Regions from separate parts of the Cricetulus griseus genome. Here region 2 is linked to region 1. Evidence: chromatin contacts called from public Hi-C data. All regions are on one chromosome and are shown on one strand. Each heading gives the region's core, a stretch centred on a gene start, on an enhancer-like site or on the middle of the called end of the contact. The rest is flanking DNA. Distances are from core to core; before and after follow the strand shown.

What was found. A called contact is a pair of places that touch in the nucleus more often than the background predicts.
Region 2: a contact with region 1 is called in a Hi-C map of the CHK-Q cell line, with 2.4 times the contacts expected there. The contact joins two enhancer-like sites. A contact is called at or near these places in 2 of 8 Hi-C or Micro-C datasets (the CHK-Q cell line and the CHO-K1 cell line).

The regions. Positions count from the first base shown.
Region 1 is chr4:33,787,531-33,791,863 of CriGri-PICRH-1.0, forward strand. It overlaps the pseudogene LOC100770752. Among named protein-coding and RNA genes, the nearest start is that of St3gal6, 52 kb to the right of the region's middle. Within about 2 kb of position 1,796, at least 1 of the 6 cell types and tissues checked has open chromatin away from gene starts, as enhancers often do.
Region 2 is chr4:33,882,118-33,886,450 of CriGri-PICRH-1.0, forward strand. The region is part of intron 6 of St3gal6 (type 2 lactosamine alpha-2,3-sialyltransferase); the gene reads left to right. Among named protein-coding and RNA genes, the nearest start is that of St3gal6, 42 kb to the left of the region's middle. Within about 2 kb of position 2,069, at least 3 of the 6 cell types and tissues checked have open chromatin away from gene starts, as enhancers often do.

The sequences.
Region 1 (4,333 bases), core at 546-3,045:
GCAAATAGCTGGACAAAAGACAGGATAAGTGGGACTGGCAGGCAGAGAGAATTAATAGGAGGAGCAATCTGAGAGGAGAAGATCAAGGAGTGAGCCACCTAGCCACCCATCCAGACTGGCTGATCTTCCAGAGGTCCTGAGTTCAACCCCCAAATCCCCCCTCCCCCATTCCAACCAACAGAAGACACTTCCAAGCTCTAGCCCTCAGGGAGAAAACAGACTTGGGCTTCCTCTCTCTCCCATTGCTTTAGTTCTGTGTGTCTTGCTATGTGTAGGCCTTTTTCACCTTTACTGAAGCTTTGCTTTACCAGTTGACTCTGCCTGCTACGTCTGAGATTTTTTTTTTTCCTACTGATACCTCTTGTGCTGAGATTCTTTTTCTTTTAATTCTTTAGCCATCAGAGAAAACAAACCCAATCCACACCCACAGCTTGTGGATTCATTGTAGTTAATCGTCATCTACTCTAGCTCCGTTCCCTCTGCCGTTCATTCATGTCTCTCCTTACCCCTTCACTAAGAATAATGTTTTACTTTGGCTATAACCTGTAGCTTTATAATAGCATGGAGACCAATACACAGGCACATTTTATCATGTTGCTTTCTGTTTGCTAGCTATGCAACAGCACTAAATACAAGAGCATTCAGTAAGCAGAATATCCTGTATCTAATAAAGATTTATTTATTTATTTATTTAACAGCAAGTACGGCTTTATGCCAGAAGAGGGCATTAGATTCCATTAGAAATGGTTGTGAGCCACCATGTGGTTGCTGGGAATTGAACTCAGCAACCTCTGGAAGAACAGCCGCTGCTCTTAACCTCTGAGCCATCTCTTTAGCCGCTATGTTCTGTTTGTATCTTCTGAGTTGTCGTTACAAAGTAGCACGGACTGGGTGACTTAAACAACAGAAAGGTGTTTTCCTATAGTTGTGGAGCCTGGAAGTCCAAGATCAGGGTGCAGGCAGGATTTCTCCTGACGCGACTCTCCTTGGCGTGCATGTCTGATGTCCTACTTCTCTGTGTGCACACGATTCTGGTGTTTCTCATGGCATCTAAATTTCCCGTTTTTACCAGGACTCCAGCGAGGCTGGATTGTCCAATCCCCTTCCTTACAGCTCCTCTCTCAAATGCCACTCCATTCTGAGGACTGGACTGAATGTGAAAGTTCCAACATACTCACTCACCCGAGAGGACATAAGATGGCAAGTTAGTAATGCTACTATGGGGAAAATGATCTAAAGGAAGGGAAGGGAGGGAGGTATTTGAAGCTCCAAGCTAAGTCACTGCTGCTCAGGGTAGAATTCAGCTGCTGCTGTCTGCACAAAGGGTATTCTGTGGGTGTCATGCAAAATTACAATCATAAAATCAGTCACTTGAATAAAAATATCATAACTATAATTTTAATAAACAAGACGCTATAGTGAGAGTTAGATAAATGCGATTGTCAGGACTGCATTTTACTTTGTACCCTTTATGTCAACTCTGTTTTAGTTCTGGATCTATTGTTGAAGATGCTCAGGGTTCACCCCAGTTCGCTGGCTGATCCCCTGGTCTTTTGGTTTTCTGGGACATGCTTCAGTAAGCCCTCATATGAATAATAATCTTCTGAGTCTCTGAACGTGAGAACACACAAGCCTGCAACCTTGACACTTGAAGGACATTTTAGATGGACTTAAAATCTTTGGCTCAAGCTCCCTTCAATGTGGAATAGATGGTGTCTGTTTCTGGTGTTGACTCTGGCTATGCCAACTTGGCTTTTCTTTCCCACAGAATGACATAGTGTTCTTGCTGGCTGCCTAGTGACTAGAGTAAGCAAGATGACTTAGCTTATTATTAATAGGTCTAGCTTGTGTGTGAATAGACACAGCTCCTGGCTCCGGATACTAGTCTCAATGCTGATCAGTCTAGGACAGTTTACTCAGATTTTGGATGGATTGTTCAACATCGTCTTATGCATCTACCATTATTCATACGTCGGGGTCTTTTCCCCTTCAATTTAAACTTTCACTTATTCTGTTTTACAAGTATTTTTGCTTCTCTCATTTTCTTCACTTTTTCCATGAGAATAAAATCTGTCTCACTGAGCTTCCTGAAGCTTCCCATTTTCCCTGTGTACCTGATAATTTAATTTTTGCTTGTGAAATGATTGTTTCCTCCATCTCTCCCATAACTTTCACAAGCAACCATTTCACATTGTGTTTTTCTAGACCATTGTCTCCCTTTAATTGGCCATCCTAGTGGGTTTTGGCTGTGTTTCCTGAGGTCCTATTTATATTTTCATTATGTTCCTTCCTACTTTCAATTATATCATTAACTTATTTATCTCTTATTCATGTTGGAATATTATGTTACACCCATCCTCTGCTTCAGAAAAATATTTAAGTGTGTGTTCGCTGGCAGGGAAGTTTATATTTTGTTTATATGGTTTTTTGTTTTGTTTTGTTTTTTTAGCTTAGTATTCTTTGTTTTTTGTTTGTTTGTTTGTTTTTGTTTTTCAAGACAGGGTTTCTCTGTATTGCTTTGGAGCCTGTCCTGGAACTCACTCTGTAGACCAGGCTGACCTCGAATTCACAGAGATTTGCCTGTCTCTGCCAGCCAAGTGCTGGGATTAAAGGCGTGTGCTGCCACCACTGCTCGGCTAGTTTAGTATTCTTTTAAGCCTATTTTTCTTTACTGTATCTTTCTTTGGGTGCCCTAATTATGCAATTATTTTGTTAATCATATTGAAATGAGTTGGGAGTTTTCTCACTTAGAATGAGGGGCTGTACAAGAGGCAGTGGCTTTTCCAAATTTCAAATTGTCAGCACTAATATGCCACTTCTGGTGCAAGCCTCACCTCAATTTCAGACTGTGTTCACAGAAAAACCAGTTTCACCAACAGATACCATTCCCAATGTATACTCAAACATGACTTTGCTTTAAAGGTGCTATTTTCCTGAGTGTATCCCCTCCCCAGGGGGTCCCCTCACCCCCAAATTTTCTACATCAACTGTCTTTCTCTCCTATTGCACCTCCACCCTTCAGTTACAGCAGTTTTCACTGGAGATAGGTCTCATTCTTTTTTTTTTCTTTTTTTTTTTTAGATTATAAAAACTTCCTTTAATCAAGGCTTGTAACATGGGAGAGATTTGTCAGATAAGATGGAAAGTTTTCCAATATATTGAAACATAAATCCATAAGTCACCATAAATACAATACCCAATAGTAAAAACCACAACAGCAAATTCACACTATCCCTGTAACAGCCATGATCTGATTTTCACATGCCAGCCAAGTGCTGGGATTAAAGGCGTGTGCTGCCACCACTGCTCGGCTAGTTTAGTATTCTTTTAAGCCTATTTTTCTTTAATGTATGGCAAGTATGGATATGCCTGCTGGATAAAGAGCACACTAGGTCTTTGAGGTCACACTCATCTGACAGGTTGTGGCATTGGTGGCTCAGCTCAAGAAGCAAAGCAGGTACCAACACATTCAAACAGTGTTTTGAACAAACATCCTTTAAATATCAAAGTGAGAAATAAGAAAGCAACATAATCATGCTATCAGAAGGTGCAGGAAGGAAGGACAGTTGTGTAAAGCTTGAGGCTGAAAGGCGGGTCAACAGCTTCATTTCTTTGGCTTCTTGGGTAGTGGCCGCCGGAAGAGTAAGATATGCGTTCTGGTTCATGGATCAAATAATGGACCCACTCTGCTGAACGCCGAGATTTCTCCATTCAGATTCAGACCAGCTTGGCTATGTCCTTGGGCAACATGACATGCCGGTACTCAAACTCCTCGTCGTTGTATTTGTCCGAATAGTAAATCTGTTTGTGCGACATCACTGCTCAGCCGGAGGGCCCTCAGCCCCGCGCCAGGTCTATTAATAGTGGAAATAAATATTTGCTCTTAAGTTTTGATATCTGCTCTTTCTAAAACCCCACTGTGCATCTCAATCTGAGATATACTCACAGACACTTTGTGGCTTTCTGCACCCAAACTTTTGGATTTGCTTACACACACGAGAGAGAGAGAGAGAGAGAGAGAGAGAGAGAGAGAGAGAGAGAGAGAGAGAGAGAGAGAGAGAGAGAGAGAATACTGAAAGGAGAGGAAATAAAGGAGAGACAGCCCACTGTAACAGATAACCTAAAGCACAGGTATTAAAATACATAGTTCATAAGTGTAGGGGAATCCCTCGCAACGACAAAATTCTATCCCATGTTTCCTCCAGAAATAGTTTGGGAGCTGGTAGCAGACAAAGCTCCTGGTATGAGTTGTGCACATAAATGCAAAGAGGAAAGGCTTCATAAAAAAAAAAATGGAGACTAGACTAGAAGAAACCAGGTGAGTTCATGGTTC
Region 2 (4,333 bases), core at 819-3,318, 95 kb after region 1:
TCCAAGATCTGCCTTCTAAGTACTGGGATTAAAGGCATGTATCATCACCACCCAGTACATATCAAGAGTTTTGTATGCACATGTGCGCACGTGCGCGTGCACACACACCACACACACACACACACACACACACACACACACACACACACACCTCACATTTTACATAGTTTCCCTTTGTAGAGTTTTGATTTGTGAAGATGGTTGGCTTAAGTGCTGTAGGTCAGTTTTCTCTAATTTTGCAAAAGGTGAAAGTCCAGCTGGACAGACAGACACTTGCTCTAGCTGGGAAATGGCAGAGCTAGGATGACAGCAGAGGTAGCTGCAGTGCCAGTGCCTGGATGTCTGTAACTTGAGAAAGAACGGACCCTGGAAGGGTTTTCAGCAGGGATCTGAAAACAGTTCTGTAAGTGCAAACTGTTCTATTCGAGAGTTTGTGAGTAGAATCTTCGTTCTTGTCTCCTTTGAATGTTACTACTAGACTTTTTGATTCAGCTGCATTCGTAGGATATCTCAGGCAAAGAGAGGTCTTCAGCCGGTTCCTCTTTTCTTACTGACTTGGTCTGGCTGTCCCCACTGTTTCATCTTCATTGCTACAAATGCTCCCCTTCCCCATCAGGCTATGGCTAATTTAACCACTTGAACCCTTCCCCTTCATTTTATCTTCTCTCTGTCCTTTTTCTCATTTCCAGAAAAGAATAGCACTTTTCTTGCTCTTTCAAGTATAAACACTTTTTAAGACTCCGTTAGTTTGGCTCCTATAGCTCTGTCAAGAGTGCCTGGTGCTTTGGTAGATTCCTCTGTGAAGGGGGAAATTCCTCAGTTATATTTATAGGTTGAGTACTTTTGTCTTTCTTTCTCATTTTTTTTTTTTTTTTTGGTTACATGCATGAAGGCTGCAAAGTTCCCCCAGCAATTCTTTGATCATCAGGGCCCAGGACTGTTTCCTCAGTACATGACTGTTTCCTTAGGATCCAATATCCCATCATACCTTCATTCCTGCCAGAAGAGAGGAGGAATGGGAGAAGGGTGTGTACCACCCCTTGAGGCTTGCCTTCTTCCTTATGGACCTCTCAAGAAACCATACACAATTCTTCATTGTACGTAGTGATGAGCTCTAGAGTCAGGGGTGCCAAAATGGGAGAGCTGTATCTCTTGCCAGCTCCAAATTAACAGTCTCAGCTGGAAGCTTGCCGCCTGCCACGGAGTCATTAGTTATGTCATGACTAATGTCATGACTATGGCAAGTCTCATGAGCTGAAGCTTCTCAGGCTGGCTTTTCCTTCTCCCTCCCTCAGAACTGATCATTAAACAGGCACTGGCAATCATTGGTGACAGCCCACAGGGTAAACTCATGCACTGGCCATGCCTGGCTAGAAAGATGATGAGTGATGTTGGCCTGTTGTCTAGGTCCTGGAGTGTCCATCTGGTAAGATGGCTGCCGAGCCTCCAACCCTGAGTTCAACCTCCAATACCCACCTATCGAGAAGACAGAACTGAGTGCTCTCTCTCAAACTAAGTAAACAAAATGTAATAAAAAATGTATGTCCTGTTTTAAGGGTAGAAGGAAGCATGGTGACAGAAGTTTTCTGTCATCTCTTTGGTCCCCAAGTGTTTCTGTGCCATGGAGGAATTCTGAAGTCAACTGGGTTAAATAAATAGCCCAGCCATGCTTCTCTGTGCTGCTCCCGTCCTTTCTCAAAGATATAGGTTTTTCTCTCCACCTAAGCCCAGGGAGCATCGTTTCCATGTCCAGTGAGCTTTGCCTAAGATGGACATTTACAAGGAAATTGCAAGGAACACTTAGAACAAGGTCATATTCTATCTAAGTTTATGATTTCCTTGCTCTAGCCTGGTCCCAGCCCCAGGGATATTGCAATCTCTTGTATGGAATTTTATCCCTCCCCAGAAGCCACAAAATCCTTGGCATACAGAACTGCAGCTCTCATTTCAAATGTACCAATTAGCTCCCCGCCCCCACCCACCAGATGGAGAATGCTCAGTCCAGCAGCCTAGGTAGTTACATAGTAACTACATATTAATAGCTTACTAAGGGAAACACCTGTGTTAAGTTGGTTGGCAACTAATGGGTGATGGGTTGTAAAAACTGCCTAGCTGCTCACTGAAGTAGAACCCATTGTGTCAGCTCAACAGAACTCACTTGGATTGGTTACCATGGAGAGGCTGAGCAGGAGCCTGTGAGGAGAGTTATAAAGAACAGAAGCTTGTTAGGGGCACTGTAAGCACAGTGAAGGGCTGCATCCTGTCCATACTCCAACATCTTGCTGAGTGAAAGGTTGTTTACCTCAATGCTTGTGGAGGGGTGGAGGGGGCTGAGGGCAGAGGAAGCTGTGACCAACAGATGGGTCATTTGTGGGAGAAGCATTGGGCAACCACTACCTGTTTTCTGTCATCTCTGCACAGATGCTGAGAAAAGATACAAGAGCTGGGGCTCCCCAGGCCGGAGCAAAGAGCCCCTGTCCAGAAACAAAACAAAACAACAACAAAAAAACCCCACAACATGGAAGGTCAGAAGACATAACTAGTTTCTGTACTTCACATAAACTGAGATGAGAGAGTCAGATGGCCAAGCCTAGTTCCTAGAGGCACTAAGGGAACATGAGTCCAGAACCCAGTTTCCATCCCTGATTACGTGTTATTTTAGGGTTTGGCTGCAAGGACTATAGATTGCTGACTGAACACGTCTTATCGCTCATGTGTGGTTTTAGATCTGCAGGTATGTAGTTTTGGTAGGGTACCAGCCCATGGCTTCACTGAGTGTAAAGTGTATAACCCCAGGGAGTGCTAATTTGCACCCAAGTTGACTGAAGCTTCCTGAATTGAGACTGTACAGTCTCAGCCTCTTTACGGTGTGTCTCTGGTTGGGTTGAATAGTGGCTCAATGGTGTTACGGAGGACTCTCTCTGGTTCTTTTCTCTTTCGGGATACCTTATGTCCCCCACTGTCAGTGTCTAAGCTGAAAGGAAGAGGCAGATCAAAAATAATGTTTTACTCCTACCATTCACTTTCCAGGGGCAGAATCTTTTCTGAAAACATCTGACAGGCTACCCTCCTATCTGACTGATCACATGGGATGAGTCACGTGGCTGCCTCTAGACCAATCAGTGTCAGGGATAATGAGCTCTCCATTGTAGGCTTACAAAAACAAGTTTCTGGTTATTGAGAGCATGGCCAGTAGTATCTGCCTAGATTCTTACACTGAAGATAGAGTGACATGATTTGATGTTCGGCATGTGGCCAAGGTAGAAAGAGAACATTTAAAAGCACAATAATGAATGCCCATCTCTGGTGGTTTGTAACAGCAGCTACAGTTTGCATTCTGTGTATTGTGTGCGGCAGCGACTCTGCCAGGGGTTGTGGCCCTATACAGCAGTGACTCTTGGTTTTGCCTGATCTGAGGAGAAACTTGCCTTTCCCCTGGGGGGAGTGAATCTTTGCCCTACTTCCTCAGCAGCTGTTCAGGTTTTTCTTTAACAAGTTCAGACACTCTGCAGTTATCTGATTTGTGGATAAGACTTTTGGGGGGAGGGGAGCTTTGCATTTCCTTACTTTTTTTCCCCAGGGGAGAGTAATAGAAATCCTCTTCTCCAGACACTTTAGGAAAATAACTTACACACACACACACACACACACACACACACACACACACACACACGTAAGGTGAGAACCCAACCAAACCAAAAACACCTATGAATGGGGTAAGTGGTTTAGTTGGAGTGACAGGCAAGAAAAAATGACACAATTCTTTCTTCTGGGCACTCAAAAAAATTCACCGTGGCTATTTGTATATGAAGAACCTGTTAAGTAAACATGATGAGCCCGGTGGTGCTGGTGGTGGTGCACTTCTCTAATCCCAGCACTCCAGAGGCAAAGGCAGACAGATTTCTATGGGTTCCGGGCCGTCCTGGTTAACAGAAGAAGTTCCAGGACAGCCAAGGCTACATAGAGAAACCCGGTCTCAAAAAACAAACAAACAAATAAAAAGTAAACACGACGAAGTTACACAGTCACCAGGGGATTCTGGGAATCATTCCTGATATCTAAGGTGCCAGGGCAGCCAGGGTCCAAAGTCAGGTGTATCATGAAGAGTGGAAAGCATCAGTTCTTTCATAGAACATGAGAATCTGTTTGGGAGAAATGGATTCTGGGATAAATGATTCAGTTTGTACCATTCTGTACCTGCCAGAACTGCAGTGGACCTATGGTAAGATGCTACTGGGAGAGGGCCATGTTAGCACCGCCCCCACTCCCCTGTAGCCTATGTGAGCTTCAGAGAAGTGTATCCCTCTTTGTGGTATCCTTTCTTCTGAGGAAA